Regions from separate parts of the Mus musculus genome. Here region 1 is linked to region 2. The links are chromatin contacts, called in public HiChIP or PLAC-seq maps. All regions are on one chromosome and are shown on one strand. Each heading gives the region's core, a stretch centred on a gene start, on an enhancer-like site or on the middle of the called end of the contact. The rest is flanking DNA. Distances are from core to core; before and after follow the strand shown. Region 1 holds the start of Cggbp1 (CGG triplet repeat binding protein 1). Region 2 has its middle 160 kb from the start of Pros1.

Region 1 (4,392 bases), core at 1,732-4,231, 1.8 Mb after region 2:
GTAGTAGATGAAATGTAGCTTATTGTATGTGATTCTTCCATTCCATTTAAAATAGGTAAAAGATAATATATATAAATATAAATCTCACTTGTAAAATAGAACCAGAACAGAATCCCAGAAAGAGGTCTATTACTAATCTCTAAGATGATGAAGTTTCAGGAAAATAAAAAGGGTCACATCAATGTATGTTGATATAATACTCATAAGTTAGCTATATAAAATAAAAGTTCATTGCGTTTTTTCTGTTCAGTTTTATTCTCAGTTATTCATAACTTAGAATTTTATAAAATAGTTAATTTCATTTGTTCGTTAAACATTTTAAAGTAAACTATCAGAATCTGATTTTGTTTTTTGACTCAGGGTCTCATTATGTAGCCCAGGCAAAACCTGAATTTATGTTCCTGGTGCCCCACCCCCAGGTGCTGTCATTGTTTTGCAGAAACTAAATGTGCTCATTTTTTCTTAAAAAATTTACTTCAAGAAATTTAAGAGTAGGTAAAGGTTTTCAAAAAAGAAAGAAAGAAAGAAAAAGTTCTAGCCCTCAAAAGTTTCAGCAATGAGGAGATATTTGAGCAAGGAAATTGACACTGGGCCGGGGGTAGAGCTCAATGGGATATCTAGCCTTGGTTTCAATGTCCAGGCAGCACACCCACTGGCACACACGCACACATATGCACACAGGTTGGGGGGGGGGGGTTGCTGGGCAAGGCAGAAAAAGAGAGAAACTAAATTGTACTAAGATATATGTGTGTGTGTGTATAATATATATAACAATATATATGAAACAATATATATGAAACAATAACATGTTTCAGAATATATTTAAAATATCAAATGAGTGCTAATTTTTCTAAGTTTGAAGTTCCTAGGTTCATAGTCTACAAACATAACAATTGCTAAACATAATCATGTACTTAGAAGACAAATGCCCTCAAAATCAAGACACTGAACATTAACTGTCAAGATAAAACATGTTTTCAAGAAAGTCACTACACAGAAAAAAAATGTTAAAGATATACACTGTTTATACCCAGACTGTTTCGACCTTCAAACCAATGTATCTATGGCATGGGCAGAAAATTTAAATTTAATCACCAGTAACTTATCCAAAAATATCAACTTACTCTTCTTTCCTTAAATGCTTGGCAAGGCATAAAATGAAATGTCAACAAATTTAATGCCCACTCAGTGTTCACTTTATTGCGCACCTGTGACCAGAATGAAAATAAACGGCTAACTCATCCAAACCTTTCCTGTATTTACCCAGCTAGCAACTATTCCAACCAAAAAAGTAACTGAGGCACAGATGTTAAGTAACAGGTTAAGTAACAGATAAGAAACGGAAGAGCCAGAGCTTGAATACTTTGTGCAGGTTAAGAAACAGTTTTTAAAAGGCAGTAAGAAACAAAGTATCTTTTTTTAAAGAAGCAAGTGTTAAGAATGCAAAAAAAAAAAAAAACCCTTATATTACAAATGCATGCAGATGAGAACGCAGATTATCCAAACTTTATCCCTAAACCCGGAGCTTGTTTCTATATTTGCTTACAGTTAGATAAAAACTACATGCAATCCTTAAAAGCAGTCGGCAGAATAAAGGAAACAAATAATTTACTGTCACTTTTTCCGATACTGAATTTAACAGACCAACCAAAAACGAGTAATTTAAAGGCTGGGGGAGGGGTGGTGTAACGAGGGCAATAGTTTCAGGAAAAACGACTTTCTCTGTAGTCAGACAATTAGGAAACAGTGTGCTTGTCAGAGAAGGGGGTCAAAAAAAGGGAAAGATGACAATCACTCCTATAAGGTTCCACACGGAAAACACCCCCCCTCCCAACACACACACACCTGGTGGGGGAGGGGAGTAGCTAACGGTGGGACAGTGCCAAGGCCAACGGAAGAACTGGTCCAGAGGGACCTAGTGAGGGAATGACAGGCGACCCTAGCAGAGGGGGAGGGGTGGCGATGACAGGAGGGCAGGCAGTGGGGTGATAGCATGCTTGGCGTCTCTGAAAAAGAGAATGCGGGGGAACCTGGGTAACAGAGAAAGACGGGAGAGCCCAGCAGAAGTGAGAGGGACCGGGTAGTGAACCTGAGAAAGGCGGGACCCTGGGGTACGAAGAGGGTCTGCAGGGAGGCACAGGCATGTCAGGACGGGGTGCTTTCCAGTTGACCGTCCAGCTCCCAGCCCACCACCACCACCGCCGCCGCGACAAACTCACTTTCTCCTCACCTCCAAGTCCGCAAGTCACCCCCAACCCCACTCCCCGTCGTCCCCATCGCCGAGCTCGGAGCGGTGCAGAGAGGGGACCGGGGCTTCCCAGACTCCCTCTCCGTCCCGCCGGAGGACCGGTCCCGGACACGACGCAGAGACCTGGGCCAGCAGGCCAGGAGCCACGCAGAGGCCCGGGAGCCCAGTGACAAGTCGGAGCGGCCGACGGGCGCCTCACCTGACAGAAGCGTCGGCAGTAATCCCGGCTGCTGATCCCGACGCCGCCGCCACAGCCGCCGCCGCCGGCCCCCCCTCTGCCGTCGCCCGCAGCTAGGAGCCCCACTGGGCCCGGGGGGGACTCCACAATGGCCACGAGCTCTTCTCCGAGGCGCTCGGCCTCTTGGTCGCTCTCTTCCTCCGCCATGAGGCTCTCGCCGCCCAGCGCGTACCCAGCCCCTGCGCCGCCGCCGCCGCCGCCGCTGCCGCCGCCGCTGCCTCAGCTAACCTCCTCCTCCTCCTCTAGTTCCCTCCCCCTTTCCCTCCGCCCCAGCCGGACAGGGCTACTCGCCTGGGCTCTACTTCCGGCTCCGCCCACCCACGCCCCCAGTTTTCACTGGAGGAAGGACACCGCCAATCATAGGCATGCCCGCCCTACCTTCCTATTGGTTACACTAGCCGTCTGTTTGCCAGGCCTGCCATCTGTTGGTCCACACTACTCGGCGGTTGCTGAGGACCGCCTACGAGCCCTGCCATAGGGCGCGCCGGAGGACGGGGCGCGGCAGGGGACACGGCGGCCGCGGCGGAGCTCGCTCGGGCGGCGGCGACGGCGGTGGCAGCGGCAGGAGCAGCGGCTGAAGCAGCGGCGGAAGCAGCGGCGGCCGCAACGGGATCTCCTTCATCCCGTTGCTCTGCCCTTTCTTCCTCCTCTCTTCCTTCCTGGCGAGGGCTCGTGCACTTCCCCTAACGGCGGCCCGCTCCTACGGTCCCGAAGAGCTGGGAAGGCGGAAGGTGGGCTTGGCCGTTGGTGCGGGCGGCGAGCCCAGGCCTTCGGGCCGGGCGAGGGAACCGGGGGCGGGGCCGGAGGTGGAGGAGGAAGGAGCCGGGCCAGCCTGACAGCGACGGCCTCGGCCGGCGCCCGCCGCCCCCTCCCCGGGGACAGCCACGGAGTCGGCGGCGGTGCGGCGGACTTCTCCGGGGCCCTCCGAGGGCGGCTGGGACGCGGCCTCGGCCCCGGCCCCGGCCCGCAGGCGGGGTCGCGGCGCCGGGGCGCCACCTCGGCCGGCGCGGCGGGAGGAGGCTGTCTAGACGTCCGGCGGCCCGCGCCCGCCTTCCCCGCCCCCACCGGAGCCTCGGGCCTGCGGAGCGCGCGGGCCGCCGGGCCACCCGCCCCGGGGCGTGCGAGCCGAGCTGGCGTGGGGCTGGCTGGAGCTTCGGGATCGCGCACGGAAGGCGGAGAGAGACAGACACCTGTGTGCAGAGCGTGGCCCGAGCCGCTCTGCCGCGGGCCTGCGCCCTGCCTTTCCCGCCCCTCCACCATCTTCCCTTTCTGTTTGTTTTTTGTGTTTTACAGTAAAGACATGACTTCCCGGCGCCACCGGGAAAATAGGGTGCAAGCCCAGGAACTGTTTCCCCACCACCACCTGTTGAAAAACTGAGTCGAAGGCGTCTCCGGGGTCTGAACGAACGCGAAGTCGCTCGGATTGGATGCGTCTGTGGTTTTGCATCCAGAAAACTGTCACTACTTAATATCAAGGAAAAACAAACAAACAAACAAAAACCCGACTGGAAATTAAGCTGGTGAGTATTTCGACTTGAAAACTCAGTTTACTTTTGCTGTAGTAAATGGCTGTTTCGCTTTTGTTCCCTGGGTGCTCTATCTTAACTTCCTCATTTGTTTAAAATATTTCTGACTTCTGGAAACACTTTTACACGTAACCAACCTCCTCGCCTCTATGAGGTGGTTATTTTCATTGGCAGTATCAAGAATAGACCTTTCAAGAGAAAAGATCAGGAAAGTTCAGGCTTCACGTGGCACAAGAATTGCAGATCCCATTTCTGTAAGTTTGCAGTCAAAGAAAAATTCTAACTGCACCCCTAGTTTTTCATAACAGCTTTAATTGTTACTAGAATGGTTTTATTTCATAGGTGTAGAGTACTTGTGGAAGTTGCAGACATTTGCAGTG
Region 2 (3,971 bases), core at 785-3,284:
AGAATCTACTTTTATCTTAGTAAAACCTTTGAGGAGTGAAGTGAGCCAGTACTTTGAGAACATTGTTCCAATGTAAGACTTAAGAAATAGTTTAAAAATGGAAACCACTGTAGGAAGCTTCAATTAATTACACAGATCAGAGTTAAAATACAAAATTATTATAACCTGGAAAGTTTTTGTAAATCTCATGATTAGGTGGAACTTGTTTAGAGTATAAATATATATGTATATTTATGTATGTATGAACTTGTTTAGAATGTAATTATATATATGTATATATGGCTTCAGACTGCTGGGCAGATCATAGATATCCTCACGAATTTCAGTGGTAACACAGGCCACTGGACATCAACATAGACCTCAACTGCAGTAGGACCCCAGACTGAGACATGGCCCTAGGCAGCAGCATGGATTTGGATATCACCCTGGCCTCAGACCACAGCCCAGATCACAGATATTCACATTGCTTTAGGTGGTATCACAGGCCTGGAACATCAATCCAGTCCCCTGGCCTCATCAAGACTTTCCAATGGTCTTTAGTAGCAGCATGCATCAGTGACATTGGCACAGCACCTGTTGGCTGCACGGGCCATTAGCACTTCAACATGGCCCTCGTCGACATCCTGACCCTTGGGCACTAACATGGCTCAAGGAGGCAGCAACCACAAAAATCCACATGACCTTGGGTGGTAACACAGGCCACAGACTTCAACACAACCCTCCTGGCCACATCAGTACCACTATCCCACTCATGGCCTTCAGTGATTCAGTAGCAGCACAGACCAAAGACCCCAAGATCCCTCAGATAGCCTCACAGGCCACTCATATCCACATGACTCCCTGAGGTAGCAAAGCCAGAATACATACCCGAGGCCCCAGTCAGTGGCACAGACTACATATGATCACATAGATCTCTAGCTTCATTGCAGCCTGAGGAAACACTATAGACCACAGATACCAATGTGGCCTCTGGTGGCATCCTTTAAGGTGGTCCAATCCAGAAGTGAATGGTTCCTCATCTGGTACCTCCATCGTCATCCAGAGCCAGGGCAACCTTGTGGCTGGGCATTGCGTTGGCGACCTCCAAGCTGTTGCTCACCACTCCAACGACCCTACTGGGCAATGACATGCCAAGCTTAGCCCTCCTTCACCCCGTCACTGACCTTGTGTCTCCATTTTCAGCTCCATAGCATATGCATTATTCCATTTTTCTGTCTTTCCCACCTCCTCATCATATATTTGTTCATCATAGTAGTGCCAGCCATAACTGTCTTCTGCCACCTAAGCCATGAGGCAGGGTAGCCTGGCTGTCCTAAAGTAATATACACATTATTTATATGTGTATATACATAATATTATATACTATAAATAGAATATATATGCTATATATTATATATCATACACATTATATATCTACACACACACACACACATATATAAAACACACACACACACATTTTTGTTTTAAGATAGTCTTTTTCTCTCTAGCTCTTGATCTGACAGTCTTACTTTCCCAAGTGCTGGAGTTCCAGTTAATTCCTGGCTGTTTGGTGGTAGAGGATTAATTTCTGCCTCTTTTTGTCATCCTGCTTAGCAGTGATCTTTATGCATCCCCCTTAAATTTATGTGTCTACATTCCACCTGTGACTTGAATGATAGAGAGTAGATAGTTCCTTTCAACTTCTTGGAGTCTGGATTTGGTAACTGAGCTATTGTAGAAGGCAATATCATTCGCCTTAGAATGACAGGAGACTACACTAATTTTTTGTTGTTGTTTAAAAAAAAAACACAGTTTGTTTTGGCCCATAGCATTGAGAGTTTTAGTCCATTATTCACTGGGCCCCTTGCTTTCACGGTTCAAGTGTTGGAAAGCAGCCGCAAGAATGAAAGGCAGAACAAAGCTCTTCCCATCATGGCTGAAAGCAGAAGAACAAAAGGTTCCATCCCAAGCATGGTTTCTTAAACCTTCTCCCTCCTCCCTATAGCCCAAAGATGGTGATGAAGTCTTTCACCCTTGACCCTTTGAAGAGCCTTCTACATTCAAATTATAGCACTCATTTGTTCATGTGTCCTCAGCCTAATAGAAATGATGGCAATAACATTCATGTTTGACTCAGTCATGGGGCCTGGCGTCAGAGATGAACTGGGACAAGCATGGTTTGCCTAATAAACTTCTCTGTCAGGATCTCAAGGCAAGTTAGTTGAAATTCCATGGCAGTTCTTTTGCCTGAGAGAATCAAACTTTCTTAGCTCTTACAGCATTGAAATGACAGTGGACGTCTTCTGGATAGAGAATGAGCAGGCTTATGCCTGTAGCCTGACTTGTGTAGGAAAAACTACCGGACAGAAAAAGAATTATTTAAAATATCGGATTTTTCTACATTAGTTCTTCTTTGCCTTATGGAAATGAAGCAGATGTAAGGAAGTCTTGAATGCTTTCAGAAAGTGAGGTTTTATTTATCTACCTCTGGGTAGATAGTTTAAATTCCCAAACTTTTAACTGTAGGGGGAATACATTTGTTCTTCACTTTATAGAGCATTGTAGGAGAAAGGGCAGGCAAGACCTGTTACAAATAATATCCCCCAGTGACTGAGTCACCCACATGCTGAAATACTCTAACTGGAGAGTGCAACGGTACCTGAGAGATTTATTTATGGTCTAGTGGATATTAAACTTAAGCCCTCTTGTTCGTTCTCTAGTGTGAATTAGAGAACATTTTTCCTTTGTTCCATCTGGGTCTGGTGTGATAGATCATCAACATGGCTTTCCTATGAGGCAAGAACATATTTACATTCAGCAAGGCGATTAGAGGATTTCTGTGGGACCTGCAATTATGACATCAGGAGGAAGTCCTTCTTTGTTTGCCTTGCAATTCTTCCCTCTTGCTCTTACTGCATGTTTGAAGCTTTTACTTTTGTGCCGATTTGTGCGTTTGTCTGGTTTTCCTGTGACTACCATTCTGCTGATGGATGTTGTAATCTGTGGCATTTTTGTAAGTGAATTAAAGGCTCATAGACAAAGATTTGGACGGTGAGAATTAAATGCCTCAGAGCAGAGACTATTAAAAAAACACAGCTAAAGTTGCTGAAGAGCAGAAAGTATGAGGAAAGAGGTATCTTGGATGAACCAGCATGACTGATATTACCCAATTTCCAAGGCAGAAGGTAACTTGTTGAGATCCATATCTTGTGCGCTTGCTTTTTTAGCTCAGGAAAAGGGGTTGTTCGCAATTCTTTGGGAAAATTTAAAATATGTACACACATGCACCGCATGTAGAGTGAGAGTCATATTATATATAAAAATTGTATACCCCAAATAATATATATATATATATATATATATACACATATATACATACATACATATATGTACACACACACACACACACATATATATATACATACATATATATATATACATATATATATATATATATATATATATACACATACATACATATATATATATGTATATGAGACAGAACCCATACTTGAGACTTGGGTAATAATGAACCTGAGATCACAGAGGCTAGGGCAGCTATTTTCTTCATGGACATTTCAAATGCTATCCTGAAAGTCCCTTGTACCCTCCTCCCACCCTGCTCCCCAACCCACCCACTCCTGCTTCCTGGCCCTGCCGTTCCCCTGTACTGGGGCATATGATCTTCGCAAGACCAAGGGGGCCTCTCTTCCCAATGATGGCCGATTAGGCCATCTTCTGATACATATGCAGCTAGAGACACGAGCTCTGGGGTTACTGGTTAGTTCATATTGTTGTTCCACCTATAGGGTTACAGACCCCTTCAGCTCCTTGGGTATTTTCTCTAGCTCCTCCATTGGGGGCCCTGTGTTCCATTAGGTAATTTTCTATGCTGGGTTAGCAACAGCTTTTAGAAGTTATGAGTTAAGGACTGGGTTCTAGAAAGTGAATTTTATAGAACTCTTTCAAGACAGGTCTTGGAGTCTAGAAAC

Evidence for each region. HiChIP or PLAC-seq counts read pairs in DNA pulled down with a chosen protein or histone mark.
Region 1: an H3K4me3 HiChIP or PLAC-seq map of neural tube shows a contact between it and region 2, with 8 times the contacts expected there. The contact joins the promoter of Cggbp1 here to the enhancer-like site in region 2. A contact is called at or near these places in 2 of 39 promoter capture datasets (cranial neural crest and hippocampal neurons), 3 of 115 datasets of contacts at active chromatin or transcription factors (astrocytes, embryonic forebrain and neural tube) and 1 of 9 other capture datasets (embryonic stem cells).

The regions. Positions count from the first base shown.
Region 1 is chr16:64,849,020-64,853,411 of GRCm38.p6, forward strand. Cggbp1 (CGG triplet repeat binding protein 1) reads left to right here and starts at 2,982. Exons shown (of 3, transcript NM_178647.3): 1 at 2,982-3,217; 2 at 3,780-4,006. Zfp654 (zinc finger protein 654) reads right to left here and starts at 2,704. Exons shown (of 9, transcript NM_001347245.1): 1 at 2,448-2,704. The coding sequence starts at 2,633.
Region 2 is chr16:63,009,482-63,013,452 of GRCm38.p6, forward strand. No RefSeq gene overlaps it. Among named protein-coding and RNA genes, the nearest start is that of Pros1, 160 kb to the left of the region's middle. Within about 2 kb of position 2,035, at least 4 of the 459 cell types and tissues checked have an H3K27ac peak or open chromatin away from gene starts, as enhancers often do. A contact at or near this core is called in neural tube, where this site is marked.